Regions from separate parts of the Mus musculus genome. Here region 2 is linked to region 1. A link is a contact called in public Hi-C data. All regions are on one chromosome and are shown on one strand. Each heading gives the region's core, a stretch centred on a gene start, on an enhancer-like site or on the middle of the called end of the contact. The rest is flanking DNA. Distances are from core to core; before and after follow the strand shown.

Region 1 (6,287 bases), core at 2,646-5,145:
AACTCAGAAATCTTCTTGTCTCTGCCGCTGAGTGCTGGGATTAAATGTGTTTGCTAGCATACCTGGTTTACTCTTTGGTTCTTGACTCCAGCCATTCTTCCTGCTCCTGCACAGGTGCACAGGTGTATGGACTAGCCAGAGGGAGGCAGGAAGGGTTAAAGGGCACTGTGTGTTTAGTCTGTGCTCGCCTGGCTCACTCTTAAGGTTCAAAAATTTCATTTGTCTTTAGGACAAATATTGATCTAAGGGGTAGGAAAGGCCAGTTTCTTCTCTTCAGACACAGGGACCTTTAGGAGAGGGTGGCTTTCTGCTCTTGCTGGGGTGACACCAGGACTCAAGGGCTCTCTGAAAGCGCAGGGTTTTGTTAGACTCGAGGGACCTGTGATGGTTAGTTTTAATTGTCAACTTGACACAGTCTAGAATCTCTTGGGAAGAGAAAAGTCTAGATCATGTTGGCCTGTGGGTATGTCAGTGGGGGATTCTCTTGATTGCAATTACTTGATGTGGAAGACTGACCCACTGTAGGTGGTTCCATTCCCTGGCTTTGGGTCCTGGACTGTGGAGAAACTGAACTAAGTAAGCATTAGAAGCATGCATGCACACATTATGTTCATTTCTCTCTCTGATCTTTAATTTTTTGTTTTGTTTTTTGAGATAGAATTTCACTACACAGGCCTTGCTGGCCGGGAACTTGCTTTGTAGATCAAACTAGCTTCCAATTTTCAGAGAACTACCTGCCCCTGCCCTCCAGGTGCTAAGATTAGAGGCATGAGCCACCAAGCTCTGTTATTATTTTGTTCTTTTTTCCAGACAAAGTTTTTTTTTTCTCTTCTTTTTAAAAAACACATTTACTTATTGTGTATACAGCATTCTGCTTACATGTGTGCCTGCATGCCAGAAGGGGATCAGATCTCATTATAGATGGTTATGAGCCACCATGTGGTTGCTGGGAATTGAACTCAGGAAGAGCAGCAGCCAGTGCTCTTAACCTCTGAACCATCTCTCCAGCCCCAGATAAAGTTTCTTTCTGTTGCCTTGGTTATCCTAACTCACTCTTTAGACCAGACTGTCCTTGAACTCACAGAGATCCACCTGCCTCTGCTTGCCTCTGTATCTAGAGTGCTGAGATTAAAGGCATGTGCCACTCCCCCTGGGCATTACACACACACACACACACACACACACACACACACACACACGCACGCTCATATGCACGTACCCACCCACCTGACCTTTATAAGCCACAAGAGGGCATTAGATCCCCTGTAACTGTAGTTTGATAGGCAGTTATGAGCTGCCTGATGTGGGTGCTGGGAACTGAACTTGAGTCCTTTGCATTTAACCACTGAACCAGCTCTCCAGCTTGTATTGTCTCTCTCCCTGCTCCTCACTGTGGAAGTGACTAGCTGCTTCAAGTCCTGGCAATAACTTCTCCACAATGGTGTACTATCATCTAGAATTGTAAGCCAAATGAACCCTTTCTCCATAAAAGCTGCTTTTGTGTGTGTGTGTGTGTGTGTGTGTGTGTGTGTGTGTGTGTGATGGGGAGATAGTTTATCACAACAACGGAAATAAAGCTAAGACAGGCACCTAGAGCCAACTCAATCTAGGACTCTTGAAGCAGACTCGCTTGGGGATGGACTCTAGGCTCTCCATGTTTAACAAGCACTTCCAGGGATTCCGGGTCTCAAGCACTGCTTAAGGAAGGGCTGGGTGGAAAAGACTTGCTGCAAAGCCTAGAGTTTTTGGTGCCCACTGGAAAGCATGCAGCTAGAGACAAACTGATGTTTTATTAACAAAAATAAATACATGCCGGGCAGGTGGCAAGGATGAAGTCTGCAGACCCAGTGGAAACCTCCCAAGAAAGCTGTGGTGTCTATCAGTCTACAGGCTGAGATGAGTAGGTGCCAGGGAGGACCCAGGGCCTAGACCTCCAGCCAGTGGGGGCAGCAGGGCGATGAGGGGCGTCTCACATTCCCCCAGCAGCACGTCCCTGCGCAGCCCCGCGCCCCTGTCCAGCACTTTGGCCCTCAGACTGCGGACGGCCAGATCCGGCGGGCGCAGCCCCTCGAAGAAGAAGTCTTCGTTGAAGATAGGGTTGCAGCTGCTCTGGACCACCCGGCTCCGCTGAGCTCCAGGCCTAACGCGCGGCTGCAGCCGCAGAATCACGCAGCAGCCGCCGCCACCGCTCCCGGGGCGGGTCCGCGGCCGAGGCAGCCCCTCGGCGCTCACCAGGCGCAGCCTCAGCCGCCCGGGCCCCGCCTGGTACTCGGTGGACAGGCGCAGCTGCCCGCCGCGGGGCCCCAGGCGCAGCACGCTGTCCTTGGTCGGCCGCAGTTGGCAGCAGAGGAAGTCCAGGTGGAAGAGCGGTGGCGCACGGCGCGGCGCGTACGGACTAGTGTCCGCCGAGCTGGCCTCGTCGGGGGACAGGGACTGCGGCCTGGGCGTGTGCGGGGAGCCGCAGGGCGAGGAGTCCGGCGACGAGGCCGTGTCGCTGTCTGGGGCCCGGCAGAGGCGGAGGTCGGGGGCCGAGACGTGCAGCCGTGACTGCGCCGGGGCCAGGCCTGCAGCCAGGCCGCGCGGCCCGTGGAACAAGGACTCGCGGCGACGCGTGTGCGGGCTCTCGGGCAGGAAGGCCCAGCCCTCGCGGCCCGCCAGGTGCGGCAGCGAGCAGGCCACCGGGAGGTTCCGGCCGCCCGGGTTGCGGTCCACCCTGCCCTCGGCGCCTCTTGGGTCCCGGAGCCGAGGCGGTATGAAGAACTGTGGGATGCGGTCGGGGGTGAGGACATTAGGGTTGCAGCGCGAGGGCGAGCCCCGGGCCTGGCGCTTGGGGACCAGGCTGGGGTGCGCCTGCAGCGCCCGGGCCTCTGCGGTCCGTACCCTATAACCGGCTTTCTCCAAGAGCCACATGCAGTGGGTGGGGGTAAAGGAACACCGAGGCGGAGAAGGTCCAAGTTCAGCCTCCCGGCTGGAGGCTCTGGCCTGAGGTGCGCTGAGAGAACAGAAGAGGATGCGAATCGATGCTGCTGCGGAGAGCAAACACTTAGCTGTCTGCCTCTGTGGCCTTGTCCCCACACTCATGGGGCACGAGTCTGGCATATATAAGCAGGTAAAAGAACAGGTGAAGTCTGGAAACTGGAGAAATGGATTACGAGACCAGACAGAAGGTTTTTTCAGAGTCTGGAGATGGCTCAATGGTTAAGAGCACTTGTTGGTCCAGCAGAAGCTGTGGCTCCCAGCACCCCTATGGTAATTCACACTCATCCACAACTCCAGTTCCAAGGGATCCAACGCCCTCTTCTGACCTCTGCAGGCACCAGGCATGCACGTGGTGCACATACATACATACATACACACAGGCAAAACATTCACATAAAATACGTCTTAGAAATAATCTTAAAATGATTTTCAGAAGGAGGCCTTGTATGGCTAAGTATTTAGACTTCCTATTGCTAAGGATGTTCCACCCACTTCAGTGTTAGAGGGACTAACACCCGTACAACCTAAAGATTTGTAGTCACAATTACAGACCCAGATATTAATTCTGCTCATATATACTCTAGTTCCATAAGGTCACCACGGCCCTAAGTAGACTGGCTTTCTTGTCCTGCACCTAGAATCTGGTCTGGGGCCCTGGAAGCTCATTGCTTGTGCAGGCGGCTGTTGTGTTAGCTTCTCTGATTTGACTTATCTTTGGGCACTAGCCCCACCTAACTCTTGTCTCCTCCCCAAATCACGTTCACCTTCTCAAATTGCTCCTGAAAAGGACTCACTTCTGCTCCTGGCAGCCGGAAACACACCTGATTGCTGACCAGTAGACAAGCAGGGCCAGTCCAAGGAGATTCCCTTCTTTCGATGAGGCACAGACCCCCTCTCCCCTCCTCTTTATCCCTAGCTTCTCAGCCAGGCCGCAGCCACAGAGCAAGGCTGTAAGGCGGAGCTGAGCAGTTAGGCGGTTCCTCCTACTGTCCACTCTTTTTCCTTAGGAAACCTTAGAGCACAAAGGCACTATTGATTCTCTGCCACCCCCAGTGCAGGCCCAGGAAGGCTTCTTTGCAGTGAGCTCAGTGCACCCCTGCGTGGAATCACCATGAACAATGAAAGTGCCAGTAGTCTGCCAGGGACTCCTAGCCCGTATCTGGCTCAGTAATGCTCTAAGATTGTAGACCTTACCTATGGGCAGTCGCAGCTTCTGGCTGTAAAGAGTGCAGAACCGTAGGGGACCAGCTTTCTTTCTAGCTTGCTCCCCTAGCTCAGTGTTTCAGGGAGGAGCTGGCAGGGGCCTCTGCTGCCTACGTCTGACTTCTTTTCCTGGATAAACACGGGTCTGTCCCTCTGGCCTTCGACAAGACTTCTTTAACTCCTTCCTACAGTCAGAGCTGGATTTCCAGCAGCAGTCTGCTGGACCTGATCCCCTGCTGCTAAAGTTGGGGGAGTGGGGCAGAGAACAGACACTGTCATCAATGGCCAGTGGCTAGTTGTTGTCCCCACCATCCCCACCCCCACCCCACCCTTAGCCATACCCACACCCAGCATATCTTCCACTCCCAGCATATCTTCCACCCTTAGCCGTATCCACACCCAGCATATCTTCTACTCCTCTGGAGCCATCCCAGTAACTCCTCAACATCATGATTTTCAATGACTAGTTCCCTAAATTATATCCACCCCGTACCCCAAAAAGGGAAGAAATAGGTTCAGGATTTCTGGATATAAAGACACTAAGGACAGCTGGTTACAACAGTGAGGACCAGCTGACTTACATCCTCCATCTTTGGCAGGCTCTAGAAAGCATAGCTGGCCACTGGGCAGATGAGGTTATCAGTTTTGCTGGCACACCTGCCACCGTATTCCCTCAAAAACAGACTCTCCCTCCCTCCTTAGGATGGGCTGTTTCTCCTTTTATTCTTCCCCCATTGACAACTTTTCTCTTAATTAGAAATGCCTCCTGCTCCTATTTCCCAGTATCCTCACCCCTTTCCTTTATGCCATTAGTAAGTTTCTTCTGTTTATGTTTTCTTTTCCTTGTAGGTCAGCGTAAGTAGCCTGAAATTCTCTGTATAGTCCAGGGTAACCAGCACCCCAAGGGCAGGGACTACAGGTATAAACTATTATGTGATTATTGTTATTTTAATGTCTGTCCCTTCTTAGGATGTAAACATCACAGGGACAAGGATTAGCACAAGCCAGGTGTTCAGCCAGGATTTTAAAAAATACATTATTTTATGTGTATTATTTAGTCTGCATGTATGTTTGTGCATGATATGTATGCCTGGTGTCCTCAGAAGCCAGAAGAGGGCGCTGGAGCTAGAGTTACAGACAGCTGTGAATCACCACATGGATGCTGGAAATGGAATCTGGGCTCTCTGGAAGAGCAGCAAGTGCTCTTAACTGATGAGTCATCTGTCCAGCTCCTCAATTGGGATTTTAAGGTATTAAGCAGAATTATACTTAAAACAGATTGTCCATCTGTTCACTGAAAATCTAAATTGTACCAGACACAGAATGGGGAGCTAAGAGAGAGACAAAAAACATGCCCGCACAAGCACAGCCCCGAGACAGACTGTGGAACGCAGGATCATGAAATAAACCAGGAAAGCGGTGATTATTCTGTCATCTGATGACTCTTGAGGATCATGGTTCTCTTGTTGCCCTCATACCTCTGACTTTGCATTCCTCTCTGACTGTAAGTCCTACTGGTTTTCAGGGGAGGGTTGGTATGCCACAGGCAATAGTAGTTTGGGCAACTATCAGATGGGCTGGAGGTCCTGGCTTTGAGATGTGCCAGCTTTGAGACCTGCCATAGGCAATTTAATTTCCCCATCTGGTTACTTGGTTGGAGGAATCTACCCAACTTTCAGAGTTGTTGAGAGGACTAGACAAGATAACATGTGGGTGTTAGACTGACTCCTGCTACCAGAAAACAGAAAACATGATTTAATATGGAGTAATAAAGATATTAAAGAAGATTTACTTTTATGTGAAGAGATGCTTTGTCTCCATGTATGCTCATGTACAACACAGCTGCAGTGCCAGAGGAAGCTAGAAGAGGGCATTGGATCACCTGGAACTGAAGTTACAGGTAGTTAGTTGTTACCCACTGTGTGGGTGCTAGGAACCAAACCAGGCTCTTCTGCAAGAATAGCAAAGCTGTAAACGGTTGAGCCATTCCTCTTGCTCTGCTCAGGACAGTTTTGACTTGTAAAATAAATTCAAACGTAGAGTAGGGTTTGGGAAATCTTGATCCATCCATTCTTTCACACATAGTTATTGAGTAGCTGCTGTGT
Region 2 (6,287 bases), core at 2,522-5,021, 250 kb before region 1:
CATGCAAGGCTTCTGGAAGTATATGAACTCCTGAAGATTGTATATAACATTTATTTATATATTTCCCTATCACAAATTTATGTATGTGTGTATGTGTACATATATACACACACGCACGCACACACATAATACATATTTCTAGAGAAGGGTCTTTTGTTTTTAAGAGATTCACAAGAAGGCCTTAAATCTTGTAGGGAAAACCCAAGAATCTCAGCTATGTTCACCTCTCAGTTGTGTAACTACTATCTTTATCACCCTTGACACCTCAGGAGATAAGTCAGCGCTGCAGTGTAGTATTCCAGAGGTACCACAGAGGGGAGGCTCAGTGAAGCCGGGCACAGCAGCTGCTCTCAGCATTTATTCCTTTCTCTCCAGTGTCAGGATATCGAAGCCCCCCAGCCCCAAGCCTATGCCTCTCATCCGGGTGGTGGAAACCTGAGCTGCCAGGAGATGGACGTTGCCGTTGCAGTTGCCTCAGTCCTGCAGAGAAGCCCTCCTCCCTTGTAGGCGGTTGATACTGACTGACTTCCTGACTACCCTGGTAGCCGCAGGTCCTGGGCTCTTGCCCCAGGCTCTGCTTGCTGGCAGATGGGTCCGGAGCGCCTGTCTCCTCAGGACACTGCAGACCTTGGGAAGACAGTCTCCTGCTAGCAGGAACGAAGCAATACCCTTATTCTCAGTTAGTGTTTTCTCCACATAACAGAGCTTCCCTGCTGTGTGCACTGGAATCTAGCTGCCCAAAAGCCAGGCCCTTGGTAAGTCCAGAGAAGTGACAAAATTTGTCTCAGCCCAAAAAGCTAGAAGCCCAGATGCGCAGAGTGACTGGAGCGTGTCCTGGGGGAGTGACGTTCCTTCTGCAAACACAGCTCAGTTCTTAGCAACAAACTGTTTGTTTTCCGCTTGACTCCACCCTTGTGCCATGCTGACCAGGGCCTTTTCCAGACAGCCAATGGGGGATATAGTTGGCCAGGCCTGGTCTTAGCCAGGGAACCTGGCCTACTAGATAGCCTTGCCTTTTGGGGACACAGGAATGTCCATTCAGGCTGCAGTTTTGGGTAGGAAGATTCTCTGGGGCTATGAATAGTTCATGGAAGCTCCCCGTCTGTGGGTTTTCCCCTGCGGTGTCCTGAGAGGCACACCTTAGCCTCCCTAACCCAGAACTGAGAACTGTCTTCTCTGTCAGTCTCAGCAAAACTGCTACTGTATTTATTTTGCTAAGTTATTGCTGGTTTTGCTTATATCTCATAATTGATTTAGTACCAGTGTTCTGCAGCTTTCTGCCGAGGTATTTAGGTTTACCTGGACATGGGGAAAGTATCCTGGTTGGCCTCGTTGGTTTCACAGTGTCATACTAACTCCCCATGCCATCCCTCTAGCTGCTGCTTTTCCTTTCTTTCCCTAGAGTCTACCTGTATCTCAGGAGGCTCATGTCTGTCCCAGAGTGTGTGCTGTCTGGGGAATAGGGCAGTGGGGACTGTTTGGGAGGAAACAGAGGTTCTTCTAATCTCTCTGAACACTTCCACCCATAACAACCTCTATCCCAGCCCTGAATGACCCTGCAGCTCATCGTGTTCGCTATAGTGTGGTCTAGTAGCCTCATGAGTGTTCTACTTGGCTCACAACCAGAAGCCTTAAGTCTTGTGTGTTTCTGTGTCAGGACTAGACCCAGATCCTGGCTTTGTCTGTACAGTGTCCTGAGACTTCAGGCAGAACGAGTGGGTTGTACATAATCTCCGTGCCCCTTCAAATTCTTTTCCTGTCTGTGACATAGTCTTTGTATGGCAACTTTAATAAATTATGCTAACATCTCTTTGCCCCGTGGGTCTTTTACTTCTTGGGGAGAATGAGAGCACATGATACACTGTCTCTCAGAGGTAGCATCCTGTGGTCAGCATGTGAGCAGTGAATTACAACTCTCTGATTTTGATGGGTAGGTGATTGTGGTATTCAGAAAAGTTACCAGCCATCAGGCCCTGTGGTCTAACCCAAGCTTTGACCCTGTCTAGGAACCCTGTGTTTGGCCACAGTGTGTCCTGATTTGGTTATAGGTCCTAAGACTGCATGGAGGGACAGCAGTCACAGGAGAGGCACGTGAGCAGCTCACATCCTTTGCAGAAGTGAAAAGCTCTGGGAAATGCTGACTGCAACTCTTCAAGGGTTTGGTGGTTTCTGGAAGTCTCTGTTAGTACAGTGGCTTTTCTTTTCATCCCTTTCTGCCAGGAAGCTAGTGGGCTACAGAGCCAAACAAGACATAGGTGAATTTACACAAACTCTTCTGGGCCAAGGAAATGGACAACACGGTCCTGTTGCCTGATCCCTCTGGTTTCCCTTTCTCTTTCTATTGAGACTGTAACTTTTCCCCCTGCTTCAGCTGTATTCACAATACAGGCATCAAAACACTCTGGAAACATCCCGCCCCAGATGTGGCTGCGGCTCCTGACTCCTGGGTTTCTCTTGCACCGGCAGTCTTGCTTGGCGCAGGTATATCCAGACTGCTTGTGTCAGAATATTAACAGGGTGGAAGCAGGGTGGGGTTGGCAAGGATGCCGAGAAGACTGGCCTAGCTAGAGGATGCAGGAGTGAGTGTTGCCCTGCAGGAAAGGGAGGCTCTCCTGCAGGGCCTGCTGAGCTACATGGGAGGAGCAGAGATGTGGGGTAGAGATAGGAAGTGGGCAGGAGACTTTCTGGAGACCAGAAACAAGGCTCTAAGGGATCAGAAAGAAAAAAAAAGGAGAGAGAACTCTGGGGTCTGCTTTACAAGCCACGGTGAGCGGTGAGCGGCTGCTGCAAGGAATGAACGAGGCCAGGGCGGATGCAGGAGAGTAGCTGGGAAACAACAGCATCGACAGTCCTTCCAATTAGAGATGTTGGATGGGGCTGAGGAGGTGGCAAGCTCCTGGCTTCTGCTGTCTTTTATTGCCTGTGTTTTGTAGTGTTTTAAGCCAACTCCTGTGTGCTACCGAGGAGGCTTGATTTCTGCCTCTCTGGGACCTCTGCCATGAGGGCGTTAAGAGCTGCCCAGACATGCAGCCATCATTGTCAGCCTCCTATAAACCTGGGCTGCAAGCCTGGTGATGGAAAAAAAGCTCACAGGAGCGCTTGTTCCCTGCCTGCCCAACAACTGCCCATATTCCATGTCTTCATTTTTCCTTGCACTAAGCAGAAAAGAGCCTGGTAGCACATGCTGTCTCAGCCAAGAGAAGCAGATTGTTAGCCTCAGCTGCTTTGGTGATGGGGAAGGAGGACTGAAAATGTAAGGGCAACCTGCTCAACTTAGTAAGACCCTGACTTAGAATAAATAAAAAAGGAACACAGAGCATAGTGGTGCACACCTTTAACCCCAGTAATTAGGGGGCAAAGGCAGGTTGATTTCTGTGGGTTTGAGGTATACATGGTCTATATAGTGAGTTCCAGGCCAGACAGGTGTCTAATGTTCACTTTCTTTGTGTCTCTGGAGCTCTCCCTGTGTCTTTCTTGGGAGCCTCAAAAGCCCCTATCCCCTGCCTTGCTTGCCAAGAGCTGGGATTACAGGTGTGTACCACCATGCCTGGCTTTGTCCCCGTTTTAAATCACTGTTGACCATGAACTGTTCGATGAAACATTTCCACTTTGGGAAGCTGTTCTGCTTGACACCATACTTGAATGGAGGAGGATAATGCCCCCTGGGATAGAGAAGCAATGTTCCCTCTTTAGCCAGCTCCTGGTTCTGGGTGGCTGTTTTTGTGGGGCCCGTGGAATCCCCTGAGTTCTCTGATTCCTCAGAGCCAAGCTGCTGAGCTAGGGCCTGAGTCTGTTCAGGCTATGACTCAACAACAGATGTTAGCCTAGGGCCCTTGGCCTCTTTTCCATGCTTTGATTTAGAGCTCTGGCTTTGCAAAGAGCAATTGTTTCCTCTAGTCTGTCCCAATTATAAGACTGTGGCCTTGAAACTCATAAGTTGGAGACCTACATATCCCCCCTTTCCCAAGGAAAATGCTTATCCAGGCTGAGAGTGAGAGAGATGGTTCTTAAAGGTAAGTACTTTCTGGCTCACTGAGACCAATTCAGGACTTTACGCTAAAATCTCTATCCCTGGAGCCCTGTGGGAGAAGGGATTGAGGGCGGATGGCCGGATAATTAATTTCCCTACAGGGTATTGGTCACCAAGTCTTAAACCACAGGGACCTCAGCATGCTGAAGGGAAGAAAATGTTTAGTCTGAGTTGAGTGAACTATCGCATAGTCAGTCTTTTCCTCTCTGTTACTGGGGTCCTAGGCCCAGCCTCACCCTTCTGTCTGTCCTGTTTTAACTGACATTTTGTGTAAAATGTATATTACTAGGTGGGAAGTTTTGCAAAACAAAGTCAATGAAAAAATGAACTTTTAGGGCTGGAGAGATGGCTCAGTGGTTAAGAGCACTGCCTGCTCTACCAGAGGTCCTGAGTTCAATTCCCAGCAACCACATGGTGGCTCACAACCATATGTAATGGGATCCAATGCCCTCTTGTGGTGTGTCTGAAGACAGCTATAGTGTACTCATATATTAAATAAATAAACAAATATTAAAAGAAACAAAACACTCTGTTGTGTGCACAGTGTTAAGCCAAGCTCTGCTATAGGACAGGGCTGTATTCCTCCAGGATTCTGCTGGGTTGCTGGGCCAGCCCGTGAAGAGGTGGATAATAATGCAGAGACAGTAGGAAGGATGTGATGCTAGAACTGAGCCTGGGGGATATGAGGCCAGGAGAAAAGACCGGAAGAACATGTGCAGCGGAAATCATTAAGCACATTTGGAGGACAGGAAGACCAGCTGAAGGCTTTTTGGGGAAGTGGTCACTACATAGACCTGGCTGGCCTTGAACTCAGAGATCCAACTGCTTCTGTCTCCAAAATGCTGGGATTAAAGGCATGGGCCACCACTGTGTCTTACATAATACTCTTTATCAACTAAAAGTAAGTTTTGTTTGTTCATTTGCTCGGTTTTTTGTTTGTTTGTTTGTTTGTTTTGAGACAGTCCTGCTACATAGCTCTTGCTGTCCTAGAACTCACTTTGTAGACCAAGCTGACTTCCAACTCACAGAGATTTGCCTGCCTCTGCCTCCCCAGTCTTGGGATTAAAGCATGCACCCCCATGCCCAACTACAAATAAGAATTTAATGAATTGGGGCTGGTGAGATGGCTCAATGGGTAAGAGCACCCGACTGCTCTTCCGAAGGTTCGGAGTTCAAATCCCAGCAACCACATGGTGGCTCACAACCATCCATAATGAGATCTTCTGGAGTGTCTGAAGACAGCTACAGTGTACTTACATATAACCAATAAATAAATCTAAAAAAAATTTAAAAAAAAAAAAAAAAAAAAAGAATTTAATGAATTGATTGGTCAATCGGGGAGGGGCATTTCAGCTGAAAGAGACAATACCAGCAAATGTCACTGGGACTATGCAGAGGGCATGGGGACTACAGTTTGGCTGAAAGAGAAAAGCAAATCACCTGGAAAACAGGGGAACCGAAGAAGGGTAACAGGAACAAAGACACACCCACTTCATCAGCATGGCAACCTCCTGGAGTGTTTACTTCAGTCTCTTTAGAAAGGGCCCCTTTGGCCCTCGTGGTGGCCTTTAATCCCAGCACTTGGGAGGCAGAGGCAGGCGGATTTCTGAGTTTGAGGCCAGCCTGGTCTACAGAGTGAGTTCCAGGACAGCCAGGACTACACAGAGAAACCCTGTCTGGAAGAACCAAAAAAAAAAAAAAAAAAAAAAAAAAAAGGAAAAAGAAAAAAGAATAAAAAGAAATGGCCCCTTTGGACTGGTGGGTTGGCTCAGTGGGTAAGAACACTGACTGCTCTTCCGAAGGACCTGAGTTCAAATCCCAGCAACTACATAATGAAATCTGATGCCCTCTTCTGGTGTGTCTGAAGACAGCATCGGTGTACTTATCTATAATAATAAATCTTTGGGCTCAGAGCAAGCAGCGACTGAGAGAGTGGGGTTCAGGATCCTAAATTTAATTCCTAACAACCACATGAAGGCTCACAACCATCTGTACAGCTACAGTGTACTCATATACATTAAATAAATAAATAAAATATTTAGAAACTGTCCTTTCCCTTGAGTTCAATTCCTAACAACCACATGGTGGCTCACAAACATCTGTAACTGGATCTGATGCCCTTTTCTAGTGTGTCTGAAGACAGCTACAGTGTACTATTATTTATAAAATAAATAAATCTTTAAAAAAAAAAACAAAGCGGGGGTGGGGCTGGAGAGATGGCTCAGCGGTTAAGAGCACTGACTGCTCTTCCAGAGTT

Evidence for each region. A called contact is a pair of places that touch in the nucleus more often than the background predicts.
Region 2: a Hi-C map of uterus shows a contact between it and region 1, with 6 times the contacts expected there. The contact joins the enhancer-like site here to the promoter of C2cd4d in region 1. A contact is called at or near these places in 2 of 39 promoter capture datasets (hippocampal neurons and liver), 4 of 15 datasets of contacts at CTCF or cohesin (the G1E-ER4 cell line, large pre-B cells, liver and 1 more), 141 of 484 Hi-C or Micro-C datasets (the AML12 cell line, B cells, the BV-2 cell line and 79 more), 12 of 115 datasets of contacts at active chromatin or transcription factors (astrocytes, bone marrow-derived dendritic cells, embryonic basal ganglia and 7 more) and 4 of 9 other capture datasets (adipose tissue, embryonic tail, liver and 1 more).

What each region holds. Positions count from the first base shown.
Region 1 is chr3:94,360,052-94,366,338 of GRCm38.p6, reverse strand. It overlaps C2cd4d (C2 calcium-dependent domain containing 4D), which reads right to left and starts at 3,895. Exons shown (of 2, transcript NM_001136117.1): 1 at 3,801-3,895; 2 at 1,772-2,992. The coding sequence starts at 2,910. The coding sequence ends at 1,885. It overlaps Gm38411 (a long non-coding RNA gene), which reads left to right. Exons shown (of 3, transcript XR_867461.1): 3 at 1-804.
Region 2 is chr3:94,608,280-94,614,566 of GRCm38.p6, reverse strand. It overlaps Tuft1 (tuftelin 1), which reads left to right. Exons shown (of 13, transcript NM_011656.3): 13 at 376-1,814. The coding sequence ends at 439. Among named protein-coding and RNA genes, the nearest start is that of Snx27, 29 kb to the right of the region's middle. Within about 2 kb of position 3,771, at least 81 of the 459 cell types and tissues checked have an H3K27ac peak or open chromatin away from gene starts, as enhancers often do. A contact at or near this core is called in the N1E-115 cell line, adipose tissue, astrocytes and 16 more, where this site is marked.